Linked DNA regions of Danio rerio: region 1 is linked to region 2. Evidence: chromatin contacts called from public Hi-C data. All regions are on one chromosome and are shown on one strand. The core of a region is the stretch at or near the end of the contact, and the rest is flanking DNA. Distances in the headings are between cores, read along the strand shown.

What was found. Hi-C and Micro-C count contacts between places; a contact is called where the count stands out from the background.
Region 1: a Hi-C map of an unstated tissue shows a contact between it and region 2, with 5 times the contacts expected there. The contact joins the promoter of si:dkeyp-20g2.1 here to the enhancer-like site in region 2. A contact is called at or near these places in 2 of 18 Hi-C or Micro-C datasets (caudal fin and an unstated tissue).

What each region holds. Positions count from the first base shown.
Region 1 is chr5:24,163,526-24,166,609 of GRCz12tu, reverse strand. It overlaps si:dkeyp-20g2.1, which reads left to right and starts at 1,759. Exons shown (of 19, transcript XM_690528.10): 1 at 1,759-1,989. The coding sequence starts at 1,926.
Region 2 is chr5:24,057,196-24,060,507 of GRCz12tu, reverse strand. The region is part of intron 12 of gria3a (glutamate receptor, ionotropic, AMPA 3a); the gene reads left to right. Among named protein-coding and RNA genes, the nearest start is that of gria3a, 50 kb to the left of the region's middle. Within about 2 kb of position 1,712, at least 4 of the 62 cell types and tissues checked have an H3K27ac peak or open chromatin away from gene starts, as enhancers often do.

The DNA.
Region 1 (3,084 bases), core at 510-3,009, 110 kb before region 2:
TATAATAGAAAATTTTATAAAATTTATTAAAGCATAACATATCGAATAAAATCGAATATAACAAAAATTAATTAAATAATATTTAAAACATTTAATTAAATAATATCTCATTCACCTACTGCACATGAGGAGGTATTCATAAAAATGTAACTTGTGTTTCTCTTTGATTTTAGTATAGATTTTGTACAAATTTTAAGTCCTGTCTTGAAGATGACCTCTTTAATTACTGTAAAAACCATTGGATGCATAAATTGAGTTGGAATATTATACTATATATCTCACTAACTCTATCTATTGTGAAAATTGCCACCATCTCATAGCAATCTTATATTTTAAAGTGATAAAACTTAAAAAAGTTACTTAACATTTTTGTTCACATAATTTACTAAATAAATCTAGCTGTTTAAAATGTAAAGTCACAATATCTAAATCTACTAAAATCTTAGTCTTTCCATAAATAAATGTTGACTTGCTCCCTGCTATTTGTTTGTTATTTTCTTAATACTTGTTGCATCATTTCCATCCATTCTCCAAGCAATTGATCAAATTAATCAATTTTCTAGTCTCGTCTTGGCAAATAACTGAGAAAACACAAATATTAAAGGTCATGTTTTTATGATGTCATCATTTAGACTTCCTATCAGTATTTTACAGTGTTTTAAAAATACACAACATTAAACATAATATTAACCTATTTTTATAAACCACATCAATTACAAATTACTAAATACTATTTTGTATGTGAAATACGCATTTGAAATACTTGTATCATAAATTCTGGCCATCCCTGATTATCGGGACTATAAAAGTGCATTTATCAAAACAGTTAAAAGATTAGTTCAGGAAAAACTAAAAAATCATGTTGTTTTTTACTCTTATTTGTAACAGTTTATTTTGTTGAACAAAAAATAAGATATTTTGAAAAATGTTGAAAACCGGTAACTATTTCCATACTATTAGTATTCCTGTTATTTACTTCTAACATTCTTTAAATTGTCTTTCAAGGGCTTGGATCAACTTGTGGGTGAGTAAATAGTGATAATAATAATTTATGGGAATAATTTTTGGGTGAACTATCCTTTTAAGCTGAATTTAGCATTATATAGAGTGGAAATTCTACCAGAAACGCACATTATCTGTACCTGAAATAAAACATAAATAGAGTGAATAAAAAAAGTATTTCATCCCAAAATGTCTAAAATGGACCGATGGTTGATTTCTGTGAGTTGTTCTGCAAAGGAGTCAGTGTCATTCATTTAGTTTTCAGATTTTCGTTCTTTATTAAAAACCCTTTACAAACTTACAAACCCTGTTATTGTCCTTTTCCTCAGTCCAACTGAACCTACAGCTTTAATCATTTTGTTATGCAAAAAACAGTGATTTAGAAAAACATATTCTTCAGAAATAGCAAAGTTGAAGTTGTTATCATTTACATCAATTAATTGAAAACATGAAATTATATATAAATTCTACAAATAAATGCTAAACATATAATTTAAATTCATTTACAATTGTCCCTATGTTTTGGTCAGTCACATTTGCATTACATTTTGCGTGCCTTCATATGACTCACTTGATGGAGGAAAGGATGCGCTCTATCATTGAATTGTATGATTTTATGCTTGTTTTGTATGGTTTTTTATTTATTTATTTTTGAGGAAGACAAGCTTAAGTCAGGCCCTGTCAATTTTTTTATAAGTGAAAATGTACGTTTCTTGTAGAATGTGCCAAAGACTGCAGGGGGCGCTGTAGTGCCTCAAACCAACCGGAAATCTCCTGTCATGACAACTGCACGCACAGCTTTGAACTCAACGGCGGGGAGAACGAGCACTTTGCAAAACAATGACTAAAAAATCATCAAAGAATCGGATTCGAGCATTTTACACGTTTATGTAGGACCGCTTGTGTGACTTTCAGTGGTTATCATGGATATGCGGAGATCAGAAAGACTGAACGCGCCGGCGGACTTTATGAAAGCTGCTGAAGCAGGTAAACCAACACAATTAACCGAATAAAAGCCACCATATACCAAATAAACAAACACAAACGACTCAACTAGAGCTCTTAAAAAAAACACTCGCTTATCTTTGTGTATAATATTACTGGTTGTAGTGTTGAAGCACAGTATTAGTCTGATGTCAACTAACGTTAAGGTTGCAAAGATACAAACGTCTAGGATTGACAGCAAGTGTGATAAAGCCGTTTAACATTAATCCAACAGCATTTTGATAATCAGTTATTCAATTATAACATTAATACTTATGATTGTTGTGGTAGTTTACATGTCTCAGTTGATTTCCTAGACTACATTGACTATTTGTACTATGCATGCTGTTCAGCATCTTAAAGTGAAGAGTTCAGATGCAAAAAAGAAATTTTCTCCTAAAATGAGCGTTATTTTGCTTTAAAGGCAATATAAATAACTTTTTGGTCACTATAAAAGTAAAATTTCTGAACCTACACACGAGTTGGAGGAAAATGCGCTAGCAACATTTAACTTAGAGGTTTTGGCATCTAAACTCTTGAAGTGAACTTTAAAAGGATTGTAAAAAAAAAAATAATAAAAATAAATAAATATATATATATATATATATATATATATATATATATATATATATATATATATATATATTTCTGTCATCATTTATTCATTTTCCACTTGCTTCAAACCTGATTGAGTTGCCTATTTCTGTTGAACACAACAGAAGATACGTTGAAGAAAGCTGAAAACCAGTAATCATTCACTGTCATAGTATTTTTTTTTTCTACTATAGAGGCCAATTGTTACAGTTTTCAGCCTTTTTAAAATAACACCTTTAGTGTTCAACAGGAGAAATAAACTTGAAATTGTTTATAATTCAGGGTGAGTAGAAAAAATGTAAATAATTTTTGGAGGGAACTATACCGTTATAAAATCTGAACAGATTAGAAATGATAACAACTTTAAATAAGTTCTGTTGTGTCTTTTTTGGAACTTATTTTTAATAAAGAATGCAACACTGCAAAGCAATGAGTACAATACAATTTTAAATTATTGTTATTATTAATTTGTGGTGTCATGGTGGCACAGTAGGTTAGCCTGAT
Region 2 (3,312 bases), core at 463-2,962:
TCCATATTGACCTAATCGCATCACGCAGTTGCAGACTTTTCTGCTGCACATCCATGATGCTGTTCTACCACATCTAAAAGGTGCTCTATTGGATTGAGATCTGGAGACTGTGGAAGCCATTTGAGTACAGTGATCTCTTTGTCATGTTCAAGAAACCAGTCTGAGATGATTCGGGCTTTCTGACATGGCACGTTATTCTGCTAGACGTAGCCATCAGAAGATGGGTACACTGTGGTCATAAAGGGATGAACATGGTCAGCAACAACACTCAGGTAGGCTGTGGCGTTGACACGATGCCCTATTGGTAGTACTAATGGGCACAAAGTGTGCCAAGAAAATATTCCCCTCAACATTACACCACCACCAGCCTGAAACATTGATACAAGGCAGGATGAATCCATGCTTTCATATTGTTGACACCAAATTCTGGCCAGGCAACGTTTCTCCAATCTTCTATTGTCCAATTTTGGTGAGCCTGTGTGAATTGTAGCCTCAGTTTCCTGTTCTTAGCTGACAGGAGTTTGTGTCTTCTGCTGCTGTAGCCCATCTGCCTCAAGGTTGGATGTGTTGGGTGTTCAGAGATGCTCTTCTGCATACCTCAGTTGTAACGAGTGATTATTTCAGTTACTGTTGCCTTTCTATCAGCTGCAACCAGTCTGGCCATTCTCCTCTGACCTCTGGCATCAACAAGGCATTTGCACCCACAGAACTGCCACTCACTGGATATTTTCTCTTTTTCAGACCATTCTCTGTAAACCCTAGAGATGGTTGTGCATGAAAATCCCAGTAGATCAGCAGTTTCTGAAATGCTCAGACCAGCCCGTCTGGCACCAACAACCATGCCATGTTCAAAGTCACTTAAATCTTCTTTCTTCCCCATTCTGATGCTCGGTTTGACCTGCAGCAGATCGTCTTGACCATGTCTACATGCCTAAATGCATTGAGTTGCTGCCTTGTGATTGGCTGATTAGAAATTTGCATTAACAAGCAGTTGGACAGGTATACCTAATAAAGTGGCTGGAAAGTATATATATGTGTGTCTGTCTGTCTGTCTGTCTGTCTGTCTGTCTGTCTGTCTGTATGTATGTATGTATGTATGTATATATATATATATATATATATATATATATAGAGAGAGAGAGAGAGAGAGAGAGAGAGAGAGAGAGAGAGAGAGAGAGAGAGAGAGAGAGAGAGAGAGAGAGAGAGATCAGATATTTGTGTGCGTTTACTTGCAGTAAATTCTGACAGTAAAACATGATGGCAGCCAATTGGAAATCTGACAAAGACATGTCACCACAGACATGTGACCATCTGTGACGAAAAAAAACTCAGATACAGTTTTCATGTGAGGTAGCCAGAGGCAGAAGAATGTGCGTGTACGTGTTTTTGAGATGACAAGGAACAGGGCAGTTTTAAGATGACCCAGATAAAGCCCTGCTGATGAGCTCATCCTGTCATTTCACCTTAATGTCACGATTGCTCGCTAACACAAGTGTGTGAAAACAGATATACGGTGTATGTAGACAGTACTCAAACATGCACGCGATCAGTCACTCATGCGCTCCGTGTCACCTCACAGAAATCAAGTCTATAGCGCGGTTGCAGATAAAGATTGAGTGAGAGGACACTTGAAATGAGGTGCCCTTCTGCTCTTCTCTCTTTCATGAGTTGTCATCGGCTAATGCACAGGATCAGAGCCGAGATGACAGGAGAGCGGCTGACACAGAGCTGCACTGAATGGGATGTGGAGAGAGACCATCTCCACCTTGTGTTTATAACACAATATTGCAGCAATCATAATAATAATACAAATATTGGCAATAGAAAGAAGTTGTTCTCCTCTTTGCGAATATACTGTAGATAACTAGTGTATGAAATGGAAATGATGAAATTCTTTTATGTATTATAGGCTCAGCCAGTGGTCTCAATTAGGGCTGCACAATATCGTTTCAGCATCGATAGTGTAAGTTGCGAATATGCAAGAGTCAAAGCACAGAATCTGTAACTTTGAGCTGTGATTATAATTAACCAGGAAACAGTTCAGAATTTAAGCTTGTACAGAATGTCTACAGAAACAAATGTATTTTAAGGTATGCGACTGTGTAAAATTTCAAGCTAATTCAAATCATTTGGCCACAAGAAATTACAATGAAGACTATACAGTGTTTATTACATTTCATTACATGTACATTGTTTGATTACCTTACATTAATACTTTTTACCTTAATACTGTTAGAATATTAAAGTCAGCTTCATTGTCAATTTACCCACATTTAAAGGAAATGCAGAGAATCGAAACTGCGTTACTCTTAGACTCCAAGTGCCTAACATATATTATTTATACAAAAAGTAGAATTTTTCAAAAGAAATTACAATAAATACAATTACACTTAAGGGCACATGGCATAGAGTGCAAACCAGAGTTGTGCAGATACAAAACAGTATATAGTGCCAAAAGCTTTTAAATATAATAGTGACTGTGTCTTAATAATATACAGATATATTATCCTTTATTATGATATCCTCACACCATAAAGCACTGTCTAATTGCATCTGTCATTCAATGTTATTCTATTTAAATCATCTTATGAAATTATGAAATTAAAATGTAAAGAAATACTAAATTAACTTAAAAGAAGCTTTATATGACTGCCTTTTAAAAGATCTGTAGGACTTGTACACTATATTAGAGGGAAAGTCTTCTTAAGTCATGTGATAGCATTGTGTGAGGAACAGACTAATGCTTTTAGAAATTATTTTAACATCTTTTTCAGGATGAACACTTTAATTTAATGAAATATTTATCAAAACTGACAGTAAAGACTTGCAAGCCTACAAAAAAACCCTAAAAGAAATGTTGTTGAAGAATTGCATGATACGACCAAATTCGACATCCAAATATTAAATGACATTTACAAATGGCAGCTATTTTACATTGGAATTATATTTCACTACATTTTGTAATTGGTACATACAGCCTTGGTGAGCACTAGAGAAATCTTTCCGTAAAAATCACGGCAACACTTTAGAACAGAGAGTAGGGCCCACTGGCCAAAGTTGACCCATTGCAACCTTTGTTTTGGCCCACCATCCTATCTGAGAAGAGAGTGAGAATGATGGAGAGGGTTGAGGCAAATGCCTTTAACACGAGGATTGTCATTTCTAATTTGACGTAACATTTTTTTGTTTGTTTGTCTTCTTGCTGAGCTACAAAATAAAAGCTAACTGAAATGAAATGTTTCAGTTAAATGAATCAGATCTTGAAAAATGTAAACACACACAGTACTCATCGTATAGAGTACTATGCAGAAC